Regions from separate parts of the Xenopus tropicalis genome. Here all the other regions are linked to region 3. A link is a contact called in public Hi-C data. All regions are on one chromosome and are shown on one strand. The core of a region is the stretch at or near the end of the contact, and the rest is flanking DNA. Distances in the headings are between cores, read along the strand shown.

What was found. Hi-C and Micro-C count contacts between places; a contact is called where the count stands out from the background.
Region 1: a contact with region 3 is called in a Hi-C map of gastrula embryo, with 2.0 times the contacts expected there. The contact joins the promoter of irx2 here to the promoter of irx4 in region 3. A contact is called at or near these places in 3 of 5 Hi-C or Micro-C datasets (brain, gastrula embryo and neurula embryo).
Region 2: a Hi-C map of neurula embryo shows a contact between it and region 3, with 2.6 times the contacts expected there. The contact joins the promoter of irx1 here to the promoter of irx4 in region 3. A contact is called at or near these places in 3 of 5 Hi-C or Micro-C datasets (brain, gastrula embryo and neurula embryo).

Annotation. Positions count from the first base shown.
Region 1 is chr6:67,765,355-67,769,041 of UCB_Xtro_10.0, reverse strand. It overlaps irx2 (iroquois homeobox 2), which reads left to right and starts at 1,754. Exons shown (of 5, transcript NM_001008112.1): 1 at 1,754-2,432. The coding sequence starts at 2,196.
Region 2 is chr6:68,197,440-68,200,877 of UCB_Xtro_10.0, reverse strand. It overlaps irx1 (iroquois homeobox 1), which reads right to left and starts at 1,356. Exons shown (of 4, transcript NM_001201422.1): 1 at 730-1,356. The coding sequence starts at 1,002.
Region 3 is chr6:67,213,450-67,217,086 of UCB_Xtro_10.0, reverse strand. irx4 (iroquois homeobox 4) reads left to right here and starts at 1,272. Exons shown (of 6, transcript NM_001276692.1): 1 at 1,272-1,445.

The DNA of each region.
Region 1 (3,687 bases), core at 505-3,004, 550 kb before region 3:
CATATAAATGGTCAATAAGCATATTTATCTATCATCTATCCTTTATATTCTGATTATCTGTCTAGTCATCTATAAATCTTTCTCTATTAGTTTTAGAACACTGAAAACAAAGAAACAAATATTCTGTAGAGTGTGGGACTGTGAGTCAGAATGAGATTAAAGTGATTCCCAGACACCTTGTGACAGTAGCTTTTCCCTAATTACATACAGTACACTTACTGACATAATGTAAACAAAACCATGGGCTGCACCACGAATTATTAAAGAGGAGGTACGGCTGGTAACTCAAGCTCCCGGAAAATTACTCACCATTACTTTTCTAAAGAGTTTCGTATTTTACATTTAAAATAATGGCTATGCTAAATGCTAATTTCCCCTAGCTGTAGAATGCAAGATGATTTCTTTATTTTCCTGAACTGATTTACCTGTCATTAACAATTAACTTTGCGAGGAACAGGGGAAAAATATATTATTAGATACAACTTGGTGACAACCAGGATTGTTGGTCAGATAATATGGGCAATACTGATCTAATCACAGAATGACTATAATAACTATGACTGGTCCAGGGTATGATGATAATTATCGTTATTGTTAGTTGTATTGTTAGTACTTTTGTACTAATTATCTCCACCCGAATTCCCATTTCTTGGTGATACTGTGCTGGCAAATAGGGTCATATTTGCTGGAAGTATAGGTCCCCATGGACTCCTATTTTTAGAACAGTGTGCCCCCTACAGGTCAAATTGCAGATCAGTCTTGTAGAAACCTGTCTGCATGGGAGGAAATATTCGTAGGCGCCTTGTGTGTTTCTTTTTGTGCATTGTGAAATTGCACTGAAGAGAAAACAGTCTCTTATGATTCTAGCTAATTGGGGTTGTCGATAATTTAAATGATGATAGCTCAGTATCACCTACATAATTACTCCTTCTGCATAGGCACAGCCAATGCTATTTATAAATATCAGAAGTGAGACATATTAATTTATCCCTTTTGAAAAAATATTACATGTGAAACTAAATTTTAAAATTTTAAATTTTATTCACTCGGTTCCGCATAATATGCAAATATCACTTAAGCTGTACCTCTAAATCAAGCCAAGCTTTACCATACGCCAAACACTAACTCCTTTTAGACTTGTGCTTCATATACACAGAAGTTGGTCGCAGTGAGGATAAGAATAAATAATATAACTAGTAGGAATTTTAAGTTTAAGTGTATGTACTGTATATATACACACTGTATAACCGAAGTATATAAGAGCTGATACTAGGTGTATATGTGACTGCCATTTATACAGACTGAGAAGGGGACAGACGCTATAAATTTAATACCAATAACTCGAGCCTGTTCTAACTGAAACAATAAGCAGATATATAGTGATGACTAGGCAGGAAGACAGACTGTAGGTAACAGACAGGTCTATAGATGCAGAGAAATCCGTGCTGTGTGTAGCAATAGCTGTACAAGTGCATAGGGCGAGCAGCAAGTTGAACAAGTGCGATCCTTCCCCTGCTAGCGATCCCCGGCTAATGCACAGCCAGGAGAATTACTTACATTACAGAAGCCTGCAGCTTACAAGTAGGGATGGGGCGGGGGAAAGGGCGGGGCCGCCAGGATATGCAGAAGAGGTAGCGATGATGGACAGCAGGGCTTTCCAATGCGACTCTGAAAACTCCGGCTTTGCTTCTTCCCTCTGCTACCGGCTTCTCCCACTTTATACACCCCTGTCCCACCCAATAAGCAGCGAACTCCTCCCTGCCAGAAAAAAAGTCCATCCTGGCAGCAGGCGCTGGGGGAGCTGGCTGGCTGTGGGAGCTCCATATGCAGCAGCCACTTTGTTGAGCACCTTGATCACTCTGCTCTGCTTCTCCTTCCTGTGAGCCTCTCTCCAGCTCATGATCTGCTTCTCCCCTCCATCACCCCTCTGCGCTTATTCTCTGATTGGATTTCTACCTATCCATGATCACACAGAGAGCAGATTGATCTGCGGCTGGTGGGTGCCCCAGAGGGGAGGGGTGGAGGCAGGACACTTTTATTTCCTTGCATGAGTGAGGACAGAAGCGAGAAGGCACAGCTGAGCGAGAATAAGGGCAGAAAACACTGTCGTTATTGACCTGCCCCCTCCCCTTTTCACCCTGATCCGTGTAACTCAGTCAGCTCGGTGATTCTCTGCTTCTGCACCCGGAGCTGCCATGTCCTATCCTCAGGGTTACCTCTACCAGCCTCCCGGCTCCCTAGCGCTCTACTCCTGCCCGGCGTACGGGGCTTCAGCGCTGGCCGCCCCCAGGAGCGAGGAGCTGGCCAGGTCATCGTCCGGCTCCGCCTTCAGCCCCTACCCGGGATCGGCTGCCTTCACTGCCCAAGCGGCCACGGGCTTCAGTAGCCCCCTGCAGTACTCCAGCGACCCGGCCGGATTCCCTTCTTACATGGTAAGAGCCCACTGTCCTGTGGGACCTTTCCCCCAACTTCCCTGCCAGCTCCCTTGCCTTTTCCTTCATTTATGCATTTTCTCCTGTGCCCCAACATTACAACTTTCCCGCTGCCCAATCTGAGTGCATTTAACTTGGCAGTCTCCCTTTGTGTTCGTGGTCTCCTTTCTGTAACTCTTCCCTCTCAAGTCCTGTATCGCCGATTTCTCAGTATTTTTGTCAGCATTTCCCACCCTCCCTGAGGATGCCATGTCTCCCCCACATCTCTGCCCATGAGCGATCCACGTACAGTATTATCTTGCCATTCTGACTTTTAGAATCATAGGAAGCTCTGGCAAATATTATATATCTATATTATTATCGTTGTAAAAATTCGAGCGTATGGTTTGTATGGTGTAGAGTGCGTAATGGTTTTATATTTTGTTTGGGCATGTTATTTTGTATAGTAAAGTATGTATCAAAGTATCTAGACAAGAAAACATTTCATTGTTTTTTTACAGAGAGTCGATCTGTAATCTTTCTGAAAAATAATTCAGTGGTTATTGTTGAAAAATAAATATATATAAAAAAAAAATCGCAAATATATATATATATATACACACACACCTACCTACTGTACAAACTACGCTGCGGACATAGCAATTGCTCTAGTTATTTCCACACGTTGCAGTGGGATACTTAACAGTTTAAGTACATTATGATAATAACAAATGGGGTGAGATCTCTTCAGGCTTTTGCAACTTATCGAGTTACTTACAGGGTATCTTTAACTTTCCTCCATTATGCAGGCTTAAATAAAGGCAATTTAAACGTTAAATAGCGAATTAAAATGCAAATTGCATGGCATTTGAACAATCCGAAGTCATGCATATCTTCTGATTTGCAAATTGGATTTACAATGCATTAGATCGGTGAATTGCTCAGAGCTGCTATTGTTTTATTTACCAGCCAGGAATAAAAGAGTTCTTCCCTCTGATCTGAGCTTAAAGATTTAATACTAGTAAAAAAAAAAAAAGGCTATACTACTACCTGTAGATCCAAATAGAAAATAGAATATGTGATCTAATTATCTTTTATTTTTAAAAGGCACCATTCAGACACTAGCATTATTAGAACCGGGGAGTTGGTTAAATTTAACACAATGACAACAGCTGTGCCCTGGGTAGTCAGAAGTCATCAATAGAACTAGGTGATGATAATGGTAATGATGATGGTGATGATGATAATACTAATGAAATAATATGTTCTTAAAGAA
Region 2 (3,438 bases), core at 107-2,606, 980 kb before region 3:
AACACAATTCTTGCACACAAATATGTGTGAAATCGTCTGCTTTGACTGCTATGAGCAGAGAGTACTAACAGCACGGATCTAGATCATTATAAATAAGTAAAACACATTATGGATTTTGCCTAATGCAAATATGATGTCCGAGTGAATAAACACACACATATGCGCACTGTGCACAAAGGGCTACAATTATTTTAAGGAGAAGCCCCCGCTGTCATTAAAAGGTCACAGTCACATCTATTGTTACGAGATTATTTTTACATGGGACAATAATAAAACTATTTGCCCACAACAATTTCCCTCACTCTGCATCTAGCACACCTGAGTATTAGAATGGCCATTTACTGGATGGAGTACAGACTTGTCAGTATTTACTTTAAAGCACAGGATATTACACCAGTTAGGCGCAATGGAATCAGGGATGCGTTTATCGGACAACGATTTTGGTATTCGCACCATTTTCTGCTGCACTCAGTAGAAGCTCGCAGAGTTATCGAGGCGGCCCTTGAAATTTGGAGGTGAAGTCCCTGAGAAGCTTGTAATCTATCGTGCAAAAAGTACGACCTTTACCAAGTCAGCGATCTGTTGCTTGCCTTGGGCTGAACTTAGCTGTCTGATTGTGAAATCAAACGTATGTAGTACTCACAGTCTTTTGCTGTCAGGGGGTGCTGGGAGTTCTTAAGGGGCTACAAGTTACACATGAATGCAATTTAGCTACTGGCTGCTACTTACCATTTGGGAGAAAAGGGTGAGATCGGTGGTGTAGGGTAGAAAGGCGCTGTAGTTGGGAGCGCTGTAGGGGCTGGCATACATGCCCAGCACTGAGGTCACTGCCGCGGTAGAACTGCTGCCCAGATCAGCTCCTGTCGGCCTTCCGGATCCGGCTGCTGCTGCTGCGGCCGCTGCTGCCGCTGCCGCGGCCAAAACACCCGGCCGTTCGCCTCCATAGACTGCAGCCTGGCCAGCGCTCAGGTACTGGGGGTAGCCCAGCTGAGGGAAGGACATGTCTCTCCGGCAGGGAAATCGCTGCCACTCCGCGCACAACAGCAAGTACAGGAGAGAAGAAATGTATCTTAAAGGGGAGGTAAAAACTGATCTAAATAAAAAAAAAAGAGCGAATTGGTCAAGGACGGGGCCAAAAAGTGAGCAGTAGAAGCGGAGTCCCTCTCCCACTGTGCGCGTTGTACAGAGGGAGCTCGGATGAGAGAAAGGGACGAGGTGTGTGGATTCGTTAGGGTGTCTCAGTGTGTTTTTTAGCCCCCTCAAATCTCTGCTCTTCTGTGCTTCTAAATCCCTTAGATGTGATCTGATCAACAATTGAGCTCCAACTGATGTGTCTGCCCTTAGGTCCTGGGCTGATCTTTCAGATACAATTTGAAGTTGATGCTTTGATTGGCATCCACTTGAGCTGCAGGCCCCTCCCACTTTAGAGCATGTGGCCTGAGCATTGGCTGGGGCCACTTCACTCTGGAACAGAAAGTGGATGTTTGTGTGTGTGCAAGTGGATGTGAGTAAGGCTCCCTCTCTCCCCCTTCCCTGGGTGCCTGGACTGTGGATTTCATGTTTAGCAATGGGCTCCTTTCAGAGAAGCCCCCACTGCTGTATGACAACCTGTCTACACGATTTTACAGCTGTCCGACATTGGGGTTTGCTGTTTTCTGCCCATAGTGTGTCCCCTTTTAACAGAAACAACTGCGCTGCTGTGTTCCCTTTACTGTGCAGTCTTTATTGAGAAGCCATAGCAAAGGGGAAAATTCCAGATTACATGATTTAGATATGTAGATTCCTGACTAGGCAGGTAGACAGACAGACAGACAGACAGCAGTGCATTAAGGGAAAGGGGACGCTTGATAAAAAGTGGAGACTGCAGGTAACAAGGGGCTCCTTTTTACTTTCATACAGTGGGAAAGATTGAATTTTCCCAATATTATTTATTTTGTGGTGTGTGCCAAAATCTTTTTTTACCCTCGTGTGACAGTACCAGAACCTGAGTATATTAAGAATGTAGCCTTCGTGCTGCACATGATTTATGCTATCACGGTGGTTTATGATTGATGACTTGAAACAAAATATTCAATGATTTTAACAAATTAAAAGTGGAATTAATCTATATTGGTATCTTTTGTGTTACACACATACACGTAGCATAGCAAATATGCTTAAAACATGCCACGTATTTAAATGATCTCATTGTTTAAAAAAATAAAAATTAACAGAAAATTCGTGGTTATTAACATTATTTACCTGTCAGTATATTAATGTTTGGAAAATGAAATCATATACACTTAGGAAAAACATGAGATAACTATCATATATCTATCTATCATCTATATGTCTATCTATCTAGCTATATATCTATCTATCATCTATCTATCATCTATCTATCTATCTATCTATCTATCTATCTATCTATCTATCTATCTATCTATCTATCTATCATCATCATCATCTTTCACCAGTGTATGTTATCTACGTACCTACATATAATGACCACATGATTTTACCATGTAATAATTTGATATATGATTTAAAATACCATGTTAAATATGTTAAAACCATACGTATACAGTATGTGTGTATCGGAACACATGGAGATATCTGCGTTAGTCAGTTTTATTTAACTTAATATTTAACTACTTAGCAATCAATATAGCAATTTTTGTTTGTGGGTAGACGTGTATATGTGTTTGCGAGTTTATAAGTTTGCAAATAAAGTTAAGGGCACCATGCTCCCAGTGTCTCTTGTTTATTCTCAGTACTGTAAGTACTTAGCAGCCTGGCTTTCTTTCAGTTTGTACAGTTGGTCCCTAGACAGGTATATAATATGCATATCATTTTCTGCCCTTTAATCTGTTGGAACACCTAATTCTATTAAATGTAATAGTTGTGCGAGCTATGCACTCGCAGATTCCTACTTGCATTCAAAATTTAAAACGCGAATTTTCTAGGTATTGGTAAACATTGTTTTTGTTTTTTGTTTTTTTTACAAATAAGCTAATTTATTTGAAATTTGAAAAAAAAAAAAAAAGATTTAATTTATCTCTTATCTGCACTATTCAAATGTCCAATGACACCTTCTTTGCAGTTCAATCTCTGCACTTCTAAGCACTTAAAAGTACCAAAAGTACTAGGATTAACACAGAAAATGACATGGGTGTTTTGCAAACTGAAGTGTCACATTACAGTAGGGTTCCAGGTAAATAAAGGTGGAATCAGAGCATTGACACTTTGAAAATCGTCTTAACGTTTTAAATATTGGTGGAATGTTCATCCCAGGAGCTTAGGGAATGGCAGGTCTGAGCGTTCCTCTTCCCTCTGCTTCTATGCAGCCTGACACATCTCCTTGGGGTGCGGGATCACAAATCTGTAGGTCTGGGAGGAACTCCCGCACTTTCCTAGGGGACCCATAATTGTCACTCTTCAAATTGTTTTACTTCTCCC
Region 3 (3,637 bases), core at 23-2,522:
GAGTTAAGCATGGGGCAGAACTCTTTAATGTGCCAAGCGCAGTTTATTAGGTGTTTGGAGATACAGAATGGATTAGTACATTACTCAAACACTCGGCGCTCCCCATAGAAAATGTTAGCAGTAGGCTCCGTCTCTCCTGGCCCTTGTCAGCCTGTCATCCCTGGTGCTTGTGATGGTGATGGATGATCTGGGCTGTGCTCTATGGGCCCCGTCTCTGTAGCTACATTCCCATTTCTATTCACAGATTACATGGGACTTTTCAACATCTCTTGGTGGGGGGGGGGGGGGGGGGGTGCTCTAGCATATTTGTTGCTTCCGAAATAATGGGACATAGATATATTTTGTGTGTTGTTTCTGGATTCGTTATGTAATGCTTCTTTGGCTGCTGTGTTCCAATTACTTGTTTCCCAAGGTCCCTCACACATGTAGGGTGGCAGTGCGCTCATTCATCTACTAGCTGGGATCTTATCTTTTATGCCTGGGATTGCCCTCAATTATGTCTGTGCCAAAGGCTCTGGGTTTTTGTGTAACATAATAATTTTATACTCTAAAAAACTAAATGCATGTTTTGAGAGCCACTTGGCTGGAAAAGTGTGGTAAATAGATAAAAATGTGCTGATTATATGGGTATGTTAAGAGCTAATCTGTTCAAATCATTGAATAATTAGTAAAATAAATGAATAGTATAATAAAAAAGAATGGAAATGGAAGGAAGTGTAAAGATGGATAGTTGATAATAAAGATGGATGATGTTGATAGATGAGGGATAGAGAGATGATGATAGATGATAGATAGATATAGATAGATAGATAGATAGATAGATAGATAGATAGATAGATAGATATAGATAGATGATAGATAGATGATAGATGATAGATAGATAGATAGATAGATAGATAGATAGATGATAGATGATAGATAGATAATAGATAGATAGATGATGATAGATAGATAGATAGATAGATGATAGATAGATGATAGATAGATGATAGTTGCATTGTGAATTCATGTTAAATGTGTAGCAGAGCAGGCAGGTAACTGAGCATAGACATGTTACCTGTGTGGGCAGGCTCTAGCACACAGCGCTAGTGAGGCAGTTTCAGCCAGTCGCTAGAACTCTTTATGTCAGTATTGCTAAAAGAATGACTGAGCGCTAGAATCAGGGAGCTGCTCAAGTTGCAGGCAAGTTGCAAGTTGAATGTGAGCGCCCAGACGCTGGTTTGCTGGGGCAGAGCAGCGCTCAGTGGAGCTCTCAGTGTAACGTCACACAGCACAGAGCGCTAGTGATTGCGGCGCCTGGGGAGTGAGTGCGCAGTCAGGTGTAGCGCTACACACAGACATGCCTGCATCATTTCTGGCCAGTCACACCGTGCGGGCATCAAGCAGCCTCCAGTCTACGGGAAAGCCAGCGGCAAGACGCTGTTAGCAGTCCGCGCCCTGTACAGGTAATATAACCTTTTTTTGTCCCTTTCTAATGAAACAGTGCTGATCGGAGATTGGAAGGAGTAAATCACAAAGGAATGGTAGCGCAGGGTACTCTCCTTATGCCTATGTACAGAGATGATCATGTAGGTGTAACTACCTTCTGCATTGTACTTCTAAAGGGATTCCCCTGAAATGGGCAGCTTCTGGGGTGGAACTTTAGTGGACTTGGGGAAAAGCTGACTAGTTCGTGTGATTCATGTGTCTGTCCTGGGAAACGTTGCTCATATAACTTGTGGGGAGCTTCTTTGGCTCAAGGCTGTTGCTGGAATAAACACTTTTATGTTGCTAAAGCAGTAGTACCAACCAATGCGTAAACTGGGCGGTAGCGATTATTTACCAACTGATGCTAATAAATGTGTAACCTCTATTCTTTTAATGGTATGCTCTCTTGTTTCGCATTCATTTGGTTTTGACTGCGAATTAAGTCTGTGGAATTTTGAAATAACAGTACAGTTCTACGTTACGCAGTGGGACAGCAGCTTGTACATACTCTGAGGGATCCCTGATTTTTGCGCTTCCGTTGTAGGTCTGAGTTTCAACTGATAAAGTGTGTTTGGCTCGCAATCATCCAAAGCCAGAGAATGGCATAGAAATGCCCCTTAGCATTAGGCTGGAGGATAACCCGTCAGCAACCACAGGGCCACCTGGATCAGGAGATTGGTCAGAGGAAATGACAGAGCTTGCACACACACTCCTCTGCACATTAGGAAGTACTTCACTGGAAGTTTACCTATTATGTCTATACAGACAGATTTTCATTAAAAAGTAAACTTTTAAAACATGTTAAACAAATATATTGATTACAGAAAAAAAAAGTATTTGCTTTCAGTGTTAATGGTTCATTGGGGTCCCAGTTTAAAACCCGCCTCATTGGGAATAGAATACTTTCAATTCCTGGATGGGTCTTCTCCTGTGTGTCATTGTTATGTAGATCAAACTGTTTGTGGCAGGACAGGACACATTAAAATGGCAATGCTGTCAACTGAGTTGATTACATGGACTATCCTGGAAAGTGAATTGTATTAAGAGTATCCTTATAATATTGTAGCTGTTTTTCACTTCAAATGGCAAGTGCATACAGCTACGGAAAAAACGATATTTATTTTTATCTATCTATCTATCTATCTATCTATCTATCTATCTATCTATCTATCTATCATCTATCTATCTATCATCTATTTATCATCTATCATCATCTATCTCTATCTGGCTATCTTATCTATCTACCTCTGTTTCTCTAGCTATAAGACAAACACGTTATTCTTCATTTAAAGAGTCTGTCACCAACATTGTTCCCTGTTTTCTTTACTTTGCTGTTACCTTTCATAGAAAATTATACCAATTATGGAATAAGAAATGAAATATAGTAGACCTCAAATTTATAAGGGCAAATACACAGTTGAAATAGCCTTAGCAATAGAGATATACAAACACCTTCAGTATTTTAAATAAGGTGGTCAAGTTGAGAAGAAAACAAAGATGTAGCGATTTTTATCTTAGTTAACTAGCGTTTACTTGCGTTTAACCAAGCGACAATACAAAAGTATCTTCGCCTGTAAATTAGAGCAATTAGGCGGCACATATTATATTATGTATACAGTGGTCTCCAGATAGTCATCAATCACCCTCAATCGAGCTGTCAGGGTGGGCAGATTCGTTCCTGGAAGGCAGTCTCCCAGCTGTGGAAAGAGAAGAGAACATCGTCATTAATTAGAGCATGACCCTGGGGCGATCCACATGCCTGAACCCAGGATTCTAGCTGAGCAAGTCAGCACAGCAGTGCATAGAAAGATAGTTCTGCACCTTATCTGCACTGCCTTTGCATACAACTTCTGTATGGGTCTGTAACCCCCACCCCACACCTTTTTTTCTTAAAAAAAGTAGGGAATTGAATACCTTAGTATAAAAGTCTCATTAGCAGTGAAAAGGTTAACCTATGTTATCTAGAAGAGTAGTTTTACAAAAGCAAAAGCGACCAGTCAAATCGTCTCATATTAGTTGAACACAATCTTGTAAATGAATGAAAAAATGCATTTTTAATGTACCTTTTATTTATGCATACTTTAGGGTATGAGTAAAAGTTATTACCCCAAGTTACCATATAGGTAGATCTGAGTATTAACACCTCCCAAACTGCTATTTAAAGGAAATT